Regions from separate parts of the Danio rerio genome. Here region 1 is linked to region 2. A link is a contact called in public Hi-C data. All regions are on one chromosome and are shown on one strand. The core of a region is the stretch at or near the end of the contact, and the rest is flanking DNA. Distances in the headings are between cores, read along the strand shown. Region 1 holds the start of tdp2b (tyrosyl-DNA phosphodiesterase 2b). Region 2 holds the start of tmem106bb (transmembrane protein 106Bb).

Region 1 (5,919 bases), core at 2,029-4,528, 170 kb after region 2:
AAACCAGGGCCATGTTTGACCCACACGCTGTATACCAGTGCCGGATGAATGCTTGCTGTGCCAGATTTATGCCGAATCTGGTCCAGAATTCTTTGCTATCTGGGTACTGACACTGAGAGGACTAAACTGTTGAATAGTTGTTTTTTTTGTTTTATGGTGCACACAAATGTATTCTCATAGCTTGATAATGTTCAGAATAAACCACTAAATGGATATGGTCTGTTCTGGGGACTTGAGAGCCTAGTTGTCTATGGAGTATGAATTTATAACAATTTTCATTTTGCGTGAACTAACCCTTTAAAGAAGCACAACTGTTTTGAACTTATGTAATAAGCCAAGATGTTTCTTGAACACCATATCAGCATATTATTATGCACTGAAGACTGGATTAATGACTTATCAAAGGAGACTAAATCATTTCTAAGAGATATCCGTTTTTTGATTGTAATTTTAAAAAAAAATCTAATTATTTACATTTTTATTGTATTTTTGAATAAAGAGTTCAGCTCTGGTTCCATTAAGAAGTGAACCTGTGGTGTTTGACCAACACAAACTCACCTGAGCAATGAGCAGATTCCTCATCATTTGTGTTGTTGGAAAGCAGATGATCTCGCTTTCCAAAAATTTTACTCTTGATTTCCTTAACATTATCCCGGTAAAGTATCCATCATCGCTCCCTATAATGGGAAAAAAACAAAAAACTCAAACTCCTTGTACATAAAACACGTCCCTGAGCACAGAGAATGTTCACTTACCTTCAAAAAACAAGTAGCTGACGGCACGTTTCTTAAGATACTGAACATAAGCTGGAATGAGCTCTTGAAGAAAAACCACATCTGGTGTGTATCTATAAAAATAAACACATAAATAGAAACTAAGGGTAAGTTCACACTAGTAATTCAGTTTTCCTGGCTCATTTAGTCTGGATAAAAAAAAAATCCTGTACTAAATACTGTAAAAACTAGTCTGAATGAGCATTCTGTTCTTTTAATAGCTGAAAATAGTCCTGTTTTTGGTTTGTTTACAAGTATTTGGTCCGTGTTGTGTTCATATTTCAGTCAAACTACACCAGAGTTCATTTAGAAGTGGTCTGAGGCCCATCCTTTTTTCTTAAGTGATCTCAGTTTACTTATTTGTTATGCACCAATGTTTCTGTTAGTGGTCACACTTCAGACAAACTTCACCAACTGAGAAATTACACCAGATTTTGCTTAACTGATCCAACCCTGCCAATTGTGAAGATATCAAGCCAAACTCCAGTACTGTCTCATTTATAAAATAAAAGACATCTGTAATCAACTTACAGAGCTAGATATGAGCACAAGCCCCTGGCACGTTCTGCAAGATTTAATGTGTCCAAACCGTCCACATTCCAGCTGATGATGGATAGCTTGCTGTCCTCCACTTCAGATTTGGCTGTGCCATTTTCAGCCTGATTTTCTTTAGAGTTTACAGTAATAGAGCAGGTGGGCTCCTCTGCTGTCAAGTCAATGCTGTACACAAAAAAAAAGGAAAAACTGGGTCAAATATGAGATCACATGTTGTTGTCTGGATCAAATTAAATTTACAAAAGTGAGTTCATGACTTTATGAGTGTGCTGGATCATCTACTAAATATTAATATTTAGAAACCATAAGTTAACGCCAAGTCATTGAGCTTCTTTTAAATTGTTGTTGCTATAGAAACATTCTGACAGCTATAATCAATGTATTGCCTCATTTAAAAAGAACACCTTACAGGAAGACACTTACAATCCACTCATCATCTGTAGAAGCATTGTCTGTAAGCTTATTATCTGTTTGTATTTATACACTATCTCAGATATTAATGTTATGTAAATACTACATAGGTAAGCATAGCTCATTGTGTGCATATCGTTTAATGTAATTACACTCTTTTTCAACATACTCAATGTGGCATGGAATAAAGCAGCATTCCCCCACATCTCATGTGTTGGAAAGAGTTTTTCTGTCTGTCTAAATTTGGGAAGAGAGACACCGGAGTGAGGGCAGATAAATGAGGGTCTTTTTTCTGAGAAGACAAAAGTAGACATTTTGAACAGACTGATAGTACCCTTTCCATAGCATGAATAACATACTATGGAATCAATGGATACCAATGATCAGCTTTCTTCAAAATAATTTTCTTAGTTTTTACTAGTAGTAAGAAACTCAAGTAAGAGTTAAAGGGTGAATAATATGAAAACAGAAATGTCATTTTTGAGTGAACTATCCCTTTAAGTAGGGATAAAGTAAGTATTTTAATGTGCCGTTATTGATTTTTGTTCTAAATATACATGACAGGATTTATTAAATTGAGGTAAAGTTGGTTATATATTCGCACATTCAGACTTTTTTCTAATTTCTGAAAATATAAAATCAACTTTACCTCAATCAGACTTTCTCCTTAATAATATTATTTCAAAAAAGCATTTCTGACGAATTCTAAAAAGGGAAATCATAATAGCAGCCAATGACCATCAAAATAAAACATTGTTCACTGTCAATTAAATGGTGTTAATGTTGTTTTAAAGACATTCTTTCATGCAAGTTCACGCCAAGTATTCAGATTAGCGTGGTAAACAGTGTAGAGAGCATTAAATAAACAAATGTGCGAATATAAACCCAACTTTACCATGATATTTATTGATACATTACACAATATATACCACTTAGTCAATCACTTCTGTAAATAACAGTAAAACACCTTTTATATTTTACAACTTAAACGTGACACACTTTAATTGTATCATTTTAATGTTTAGTTTGTTTTAGAATGTATTTTTTATTTATTTATGACTCACATTCATTGCAAATGCAGTGTTTGATACTAAATAAATATGGAGACAATACCAATCCGCATTGTCCGTCTTCAATTTCTTCTTCGTCCCTGAAGCTTCAGCAGTGTCAGAAGAATTCACATCTTTTCTCTTATTCCCAGTCACTTCAGTTTTCTCTGCTTCCTCATCGAAGACTGAATCCATATGAGCCTCAAAGAAAGAATTTAAAGCTCTCTGGCAAAATACACAAACACAATTGAAAAAAACAGCAATGTTTTACATATGGAAAACGACGAACAATTTACTCAATTTTTAACCATAAACTGAGTTGATAGGATGAGTAAAGTAACGTTAAGTTCCTACTGACAAACCTCCATGTCCCACTCATTTTCTGCTAGATAGCACTGTGCCACGGCGCTGTCCGATCCAGATACAAAGGCAAACTGATCACAAAGTCTCGTCCTGGATTCCTCCAGAGCAGACATTTGTTGATCGGTTTGATTACCAGACAAAACAGTGTTGGACATGTTCACAGTTCAATATAACGGCGGGCTGTGAGCGTGTACAGCCAAAAAAATATTCCGGGTGGAAACCGTGAAAAATACTAAGAAAAATCAAAACTAACATTATCTTACAGCTTCTGGGCTTGCTTCAAAATCCCTATAAATTGTATAAGTTATTAAAGTATTATTTGTTTGATTTTCACACACAAAAAGGGCGCTCATAGAGTTTCTGCTAAATTGTTGTTCAAGTAGAGGCTTTCCGGAAGAATTTAACTGTAGTGCAGAAAGACTCGATTCTTTTGAACAGTAAAACGATTCACTGATTCTTTTTATAGCAAGCACCACTTGTATTATTGTGGCGCATAGCCAATCGAGGTAATACACAACATTCTCTAAACTTTTTATGCACGAATAATATGTATTATTCACTTTGTTTTGCAGTTCGGTTTAATGTAGACATGATGTCGCAAATAAATTAGACGATATTTATGACCTACATGGAAAACGTTATTTAATTCAAGTGCCTTTGTCCGCGAACACCGTTACAATATTATCGATTTTCTATTTCACCGATTGATTCAGATCGTTTCGTAAACCGGTTCAGCGGGTTCGTTACAAAGATCCGACTCCGATGGATGAATGAAAAGATCCATTATTTCAAACTAAAAGCCGAATGTTCATCACATCTTACAAATCGCTTAGAAATTAGTTTGAGAAGAACGCAGTGCAATTTTAAAACACTTGTATACAATCTTTATTTTCTATTATAAGATATATATATTTTTTAATTAAGGGGTTCAAAGACGAAAAAATAACAAAACTCTTATTTTGTATAACTTGGGCCAGCTTTCAAGCGGTTTACAATAGTGAACTTGTCCTTCTCTGTGTTTTGTTACTTAATGCTAGAATCAGTAATGGCTTCATTAACGCTGAATGCAGTCAAACAGATCTTCAGAGCGATGGCGGACAGTCCTGGGTTTGACCGGGTTTTAAGTAAGGTGAGTGTTTGTGGTTCTCCTTGAGGGTCCTGCCAGACCAGACACAGTGATATTGAGTTGATATTGTGAGCAGGTGGAGGTTCTGTCTGCGGCTCCCGGTAAGGTGGTGTGTGAGATGAAGGTGGAGGAGCAGCACACGAACAGAGGGGGAACTCTTCACGGAGGAATGACAGCCACGCTCGTGGACATGATCTCCACCATGGCCATCATGTACAGTGAGAGAGGAGCTCCTGGAGTCAGTGTGGACATGAACATAACGTGAGTCTGTCTCACTGTACAGGAAAACTGCATCTCTGCTACCGTCACATGTGCAGGGACGTCTTGGGCAACATATTATTAGTTATACACTCACCAACAACGATCCAAAATTGGAATATAGCTTAATAATGTCAAGAAATAGTATGTTTAAATACTATTGTTATATTAAAATTAAAAATAAATGTGGACTCATAGGTTTAAGAGTTGAAGTACTAATATTACTGTTCACACATTCTGAATGTAACCCTGTGGTAAACTGAACCCTGGGTTGTTTTGCTTCACATTTGACACTTGTCATCATTTACTCAGGTTTACCATTTAATCCTCTCTCTGTACCAGGGTTTCTGCAGGTTTCACCAAGTTAAATCTAACACTTTTAAAGACCACGAAGAAGAAAACTCAGACTTATACAGGACTGTAAGCCAAGGATTTTTTTTAATGGCCAATCAGAAAAAATATATACTTGCCCCATCAAAAAACTAATTCTAATGAGGTATTTCTTGTATTTAATGTACTTATTTAAAATTTTCTATCAAAAGAAGCAGACCCTAGCTGTATAGAAAAAAAAACTCTTTAAAAACACAACAGATGGTTATGATATTGGTTATGAATATAGTTTGGCTAAAAGTTTGATTGAGATGTATTGTTGTTGATTGGATGAGTGTTGGATTGATTAGGTAGCTTTACGTTTATTCATTTTTCTTCAACTTAGTCCCTGATTTATCAGGGGTCACCACAGTGGAATGAACTGCCAACTACTCTGCCATATGTTTTAAGCAGGGCATGCCCTTCCAGCTGCAAATGATGCAAGGCAATATTTAGGCTAATTTAGACTTTTAAGGCCTAAAATTGTGTTTTTGAAATTTAAGACTCAACAGACAAACTGTGTACATTCCTAATCCCAGGGTTAATTTACTTATTTGGAGAGAAAGTGTATTTGGTGCTAGATTGGATGAACATATTAGTGACCTTATAAAAGGACCTAGAGCTGAATGATTCTGGATGAGGTGAGAATCTTTATTTCTTTGTTTGTTTTATAAGAGAGATTGAGATTTCCCTGATTTAACATTTCATTACTGGTTTAAGATTGCAGTTGTAAAAAATCTCTTGAATTATTCACTAATAAATACATTTTTAATAGTTGCTTGTTGACAATTGTGTTATATTTTATTAAAATAGAAGTATACAAATAAAACTACAATAAAACTATGCAAGAAATTTAATCAAGTTCAATTATATATAGTGGTAATTTTGGCCAGTTTATTTAGTGTAAATGCTAAACAATCCATAACTACATGTACGATTTTTCAGCTTAAACCAAAAGCAAATAAATAAATGATCTTCACTGCCTGGCTGAGATGCAATATAAAGTGGGTCTCAG
Region 2 (6,261 bases), core at 3,328-5,827:
GAATAGGACACAATCTATGACACAAAAAAAAGAATCCAACAGACCAGAATGTTTTAAATGTTTTAAAAAAAAAACAGACCCTTTATATAGATTCAAATATTCATACATTTTAAATTTTCTTAACAGTGTTTTATGAACATACATAATTATTTTGATAAGATATAACAGAACAATTCCAGCGTTATGGATGTGACATTTGCAGTAAAAAAATCTAAAAATTAATTCACATAGAAAGTGTATGTTAACATTATATTGAAACTTTTGTTTATACTTTCCAGAACAACTAACCACAGAGTTAAGGGACCAGAAAAATATCAATCTGGATTTTGTACTTTAAATGAGGAAAATAAACATGCGTTAGTTATGGACGTGACAAAAACAAGTCTGTGGGTTTACAGTGTACAACATACTTTGTAGAGATTATGTGAATTAAACTACACAACCCAAAAGAAACAATAATAATCAAAAGGATATGAGTTGGCTCTCTACAAAACAAAAACGATTGGTTTTATTTTATTTAATATTTTCACTTTCATGAGGAAAAAGTGTCGTTATGGATGTGACAGGTGACAAAATTAGCACTTGTGTGACTTTGGTCAATCAAATAGAATAGTTTGAAAACATTAGCGCTGTTCACACAGGCGAGGACGTTACGGAATTTTTCTGGGAAAGAGCATTCACACATCCAATCCAAAATACCGGTAAATTCTGACATCATTAACCAGAAATGAGCTTTAGACGGCTGCGCTTGTATTTGTAAACATTGGACTACATCACAAACTCTGTGGATGGATTAGTATTGTGAACAACTCCGATGAAAACATATAGAGAAACACTTCGCATGTCGAGATGTACATGATATGTGTGTGTGCTGGCGCTCATGTGCTGTTTCATGGGCTAACACAAAGCTTGAAGGTAAACAAACAACGGCTTATCATAAGCATCACATTGATAATGAATTACAGGGTTGGCATTAAGATGAACATATAATCGGTATCTGACTAATTTCTAGCAGCTAAATGTGTCTGGAAAAATATTCAAAGGCTTTTATTCTCATAAACACACCTCCTCTACCGCTTTCACTTCTCATACTGACGGAGGGAACGATTCGTTTGTGAATGAATCCCCCGAACGACTCTTTCACTAACGCTAGCCGACAATAATACAAGTTTCTGGCAGCGCAGCATCTCGTTGTCATATTTCTTTTGCATTGTTTGCTGATTTTATTCAACAAAACTAGCATAAGCCGAGTGTTTAGTGCGAGTTGGAGCTACTTTGCCTTATGGTGAATGCAGTAAGTGACTGTCATCATCAATAACGTTACCTGATTAGCACAAAAGTTCAGAACATACAAAAACAGAAAAAAACTTAATATAACCTATGAAATGTTCTGCCTTTGTGCTTTGTTTTCTTTGTTTGCTCGTTACTACACCCGTAGACAGCTCTAAAGTCCCGTTTCTTCACGTAATAACACTGTCTTGACTAGTGCGGTTGAATGACATTTGTCCTGGGAGCACTGTACCAATGTGGCGGCGCTATTGACGCATGCTCAGGGTCCCTATGCGATATCTAGTGTATATATCTATGCCGGCAAATTACCGGTAATGTTACAACTTCTCTTTCCGGAAAATAGCCAGAACGAATTTACCAGTATTTTCAAAAAGGGCCTGTTCACACATACACACCTTTCTTGTATGTGTGAAAGGGGCTATTAACAGATGCATTTTTGAGTATTTGTAAAGTATTGTAAAATACTTGCTTACCCAAAAAAACCCAGAAACGGTTACCATATTTTAGTGAAAACTTAATTTTTTTTTCATGGCAAGGTTGACATTTGCATGGAATTGCTCAACAACTAATGTTCAACTCAGTATGGAGCATCAATAGCCCCTTTCACACATACAGACCTTTCCGGAAAATTGCCGGCAAAGGTTGTATGTGTGAACAGGTCCTTTTTGAAAATACCGGTAAATTCGTTCTGGCTATTTTCCGGAAAGAGAAGTTGTAACATTACCGGCAATTTGCCGGAATGCTGCGCTGTGTGAATGCAGAAGGAAGATTACCGTAATAAGCGCGTGCACGTCTAGAACGTGCTGACGTGAGACGTCTGCTTTAGCCAATCACAACAGTCAGACGCATTCACGTCCGCGCAGTTTGTGAGGATAAAAGCCTTTGAATATTTTTCCAGACACATTTAGCTGCTAGAAGTTAGTCAGATCACGTTTATATGTTCTTCTTAATGACAACTGTGTAAATAATCATCGATGAGATCCTTATGATAAGCCGTTGTTTGTTTACCTTCAAGCTTTGCGTGTGCCTGTGGAACAGCCTGTGAGCGCCAGCACACGCACATATTATGAACATCTCGACATGAGAAAGTGATCCTGCGAAAGTTGTTCACAATATTGATCATCCACAGAGTTTGTAATTTAGTCAAATGTTTACAAATACAAGGGCAGCCGTTTAAAGCTCATTTGTGGTGAATGATGTCAGAATTTACCGGTATTTTGGAATGGATGTGTGAATGCTCTTTTCCGGAAAATTTCCGTAACGTCCTCGCCTGTGTGAACAGCGCTTTTTTCAATATACCGGTAAAGTCGTTCCGGAAATTTTCCGGATATTTACCGGTAACACTTTGTGAAAGGGGCTATTATACAATTACCGGCAGCCACTTTATTAGGTACAACTTACTAGTTCCGGTTTGGACCCCCTTTTGCCTTCAGAACTGACTTAATTCTTCATGGCATAGATTCTACAAGGTACTTGAAATATTTTTTCAGCGATTTGGTCTATATTATTGACATGATGCCATCACGCAGTTGCTGCAGAGTTGTCGGCTGCTTAGTTGGTGGCCGGTGAGTGTATTTAAATTTTTTTTTCAGTGTTAAAAAGTGTGCGCGTGTGTGTGTGTTTGTGTGTGTGTGTGTGTGTGTTATTTAGTCTTTTCCCTGTACCCTCCACATTTTAGGCTGAAATTTGTTGGTAAGAAATATACAACAACTAATGACAAACCTTTATAACCTGTGCAGAGTTACTGAAGTTTGTCCTGCGCGCTTGCGGTTTTTTTAGTTACTTCTTTGGTTTGGTGCATTAATCTTATCGTTACTATTATTCAAAAGAAGGTAATGATTCGCACTCAATTGCTTCGTACTGTTTTTATTTTTACTTTTTCTGACATTTTACGGGTGATAACAGACAGACGTTTCGGCAAAAAGTCTTCCTCAGTGTGTGCACCTTTATAACCTGAAAATGTATAAACCTTTATAACCTGAAAATGTTTTTTAAGCAAGTAACAAATTTACTTTGTTGTATTCATTACATTTCACAGAGCAATGTTTGTCATGATGTTTTGTTATAACGACAACTGATTTATGTATAGTTCATAAATTAGGTTATTCAATTCCAGTTCGTTTGTATAGTGCTTTTCACAAAGATTATTGTTTGTTTCAAAGCAGCTTTATAAAAGGTGCACATTATTCCATTGCAATCATTTTTTAAAAAGTTATGGTAATTAGTTACCACGACTTTATTAGTAACTAATAACTTTAACTAGTTAACTAGTAACTAACAGCCTTTAATAGTTAGTTGTTATATATAATCATAGTTAACTTGCAGTTATATAGTATATAGATGATGTCTATGCGTACATGAATGTGTTATAAATAAGTTATAAATTAATTAATCAAAACATAAATAAATGCAAATTAATTCCATTCCATTAATGTAAGTTATTTTTTAGATTTAAATACAATTTTATTTCTAAAATATATATATTAAAGTATATATAGAGCAAAACTAAAAACGTTAACTTAGTAAGTGAAATGCATTTTGAACGCATTATGATTACTCACTTTCCTCAGGCTTATTCCCTGCTATGCATTATGATTAATAGCAAACTAATACATAAAAAACTAGCTAATAAAAGTTCAAGTATTAAACAGAATACAATGTTTAAAAGGGACTCACATTAAAAATTAAATCAGAACTAAATAGACTTTAAACGAACCTTCAACAAGTGATCATACTGGGTAACTTAAAATATTTAACAAAGAAATTAGAATCATTATTACAATTACATCGATAAGGGCATTTAATGGAATTATTCGATAAAAAACAAAGAAGACCCTATCTCAGCTGAGACCGAAAGAAAAATATGTAATGTTAAATGTAGCATCGCTTTAGCGCTGTAACGTTATCTCAATATAAACACGGAAACGTGCTAACATGAGAGAAATTGTCCACACGACGCCTGTACGTTATGTCTGACCATAATCACACAGATATCCTTCGTTTTGTATGACTGCTGATAGACCTGAGAGAGATTATGTCTTGAGTTTTTAGTTATAAGAAAATGCGGAGTTAAAATTACAGGAAGCCATTGGTAGGCCGTGACAAGAGCTCGAGCATCGTTACTGGCTGGGTGGCTAAAAACAAAGCTAACAGGCCAAAAAGGCAGCAGGACAGTCAACTCTGAAACATTTGATAAAGACGATAGCACAAATTAAAATTGACCTGTCTTATATAAAGCATTATGTTCTTACCTGAATTTAATAGTTTAGATGAGCGTTCATGCAGTTGCGGTTTGTTGTTTGCGACATGCGCAGTGTGTACGTCGTTTAATTTCCATGCCTGGACAAAAACACTACGGCGAAGAGATCAGCTCATTAATATTAAGATTTGAATGTTGCCTGGCATCCAATCACGTAATACGATCCACCCACAAAGTGTCCCTTATAGCAAATCAGCAACGAATATTTGACAAACGTCGAGTTACGTAATAAATATTAATTGGAACATCCTTCACTTTAGTAGGTTTGCGGAACTAAACTGTACAAAAAATGCGTTGTAGAATAATAATAAAGATGTTTATTACCAGTGAACTAAAAATGTTTACATTAAAGTGAGAATAAAATCCACTGTACTGCCTCTTCTTTTTAATAACATTGCGTTGAAAATACTGAATTACTTAATAGCAAAAACAAATTTGATAATGTAAACTGATATTTTCTGCTGACACATTAGATAGAAAAAGTTTTTATCTGGTAAAAATACGTTGAAATAATTTTGACCACCACTTGATGTAGTTACTATGTCGTTACAGTATTATAAATATTGCATAACCTAATTATGTATAATACTTGTAACTCAACGTATTTATTTTTATTAAGCTGAGTAAACATTATCAGGATAAATTGTACCCCACAAGAAAAAAAAAACTGCTCACACAGAATTAAGTATTTATAAATGTAAGAATAGAGAACGTTTCCTGTGAGGTTTGTGTATGTGAAAACTTGAATGGTTCTTAAGAAAGAGACTTATAAAGGTATAAAATATTTTAGATCTAACATGTGCATTTATCTGTTTGTATGGAATGTGTCCACTGTATTTTGGTGATATAGCCTATTTATGTGACATTTTACCAGAAACGTACATTTTCTGTCCCTGAAATAAAAACATAAATACAGCGAATAAAAACTGTTTTAATTCCAACAATTTCTAAAATGGACTGATGGTTGATTTCTGCGAGTTGGTCTGTAAAGGAATATGTCATACATTAAGTTCTCAGATCTTTGTTCTTTATTATAAACACTTTAAGAACCCTGTCATTGTTCTTGTCCTCATCCCAATTGAACCTACAGCTTTAATAGTTTTGTAATGCTAAAACCTGCTATAAAAAATACAAAAGAAATAGCAAGTTTAGGTTGTTATCATTCAAATCAATTTATTAAAAACAAAGTTATTAATGAATTTTACAAAAAAATACTACAAATATAAAACACCAATACATTTACAATTGTCCAAATGTTTCTGTCAGTCCTGTCACATTTGCATGAAATTTAACAACGTGTGCAATACACGTTTAAGGTTATGACTTGAAAGTGACATCATTTGAAGGAGGAAAAACTGACAGTGATCAAGGATGCGTTCTATCATTGAATTGTATGATTTTAGGCTTGTTTTTGTTTGATTTTTTTGAGGATGACAAGCTTAAGTCAGGCCCTGTCACGTTTTTATAAGTGAAAATGTTTTTGGTAGAATGTCCCATATTTCAACATATTCTGTCTATCTGTCTGCTCGTTCATCCGTCCGTCCGTGTGTCCGACCATCTGTCGGTCTGTCTGTCTGGAGAGCTAGGCTTATAAATTAAATATATCCACATTTGCACAATCATAGTCCTTTGCAATTGCTGCTGGTGCTGTTTTCATACCAAGTGGCGATGCAGCCAGACAGGATGTTCTCCACAGTGCAGGTGTAGAACGA

The links. Hi-C and Micro-C count contacts between places; a contact is called where the count stands out from the background.
Region 1: a Hi-C map of hematopoietic stem cells shows a contact between it and region 2, with 1.6 times the contacts expected there. The contact joins the promoter of tdp2b here to the promoter of tmem106bb in region 2. A contact is called at or near these places in 2 of 18 Hi-C or Micro-C datasets (hematopoietic stem cells and an unstated tissue).

The regions. Positions count from the first base shown.
Region 1 is chr19:34,023,469-34,029,387 of GRCz12tu, forward strand. tdp2b (tyrosyl-DNA phosphodiesterase 2b) reads right to left here and starts at 3,279. Exons shown (of 7, transcript NM_001079703.1): 1 at 3,151-3,279; 2 at 2,853-3,013; 3 at 1,305-1,493; 4 at 756-847; 5 at 559-677. The coding sequence starts at 3,264. It overlaps acot13 (acyl-CoA thioesterase 13), which reads left to right and starts at 4,197. Exons shown (of 3, transcript NM_001080803.1): 1 at 4,197-4,289; 2 at 4,354-4,538. The coding sequence starts at 4,197.
Region 2 is chr19:33,853,507-33,859,767 of GRCz12tu, forward strand. tmem106bb (transmembrane protein 106Bb) reads right to left here and starts at 4,578. Exons shown (of 8, transcript NM_001045052.1): 1 at 4,542-4,578.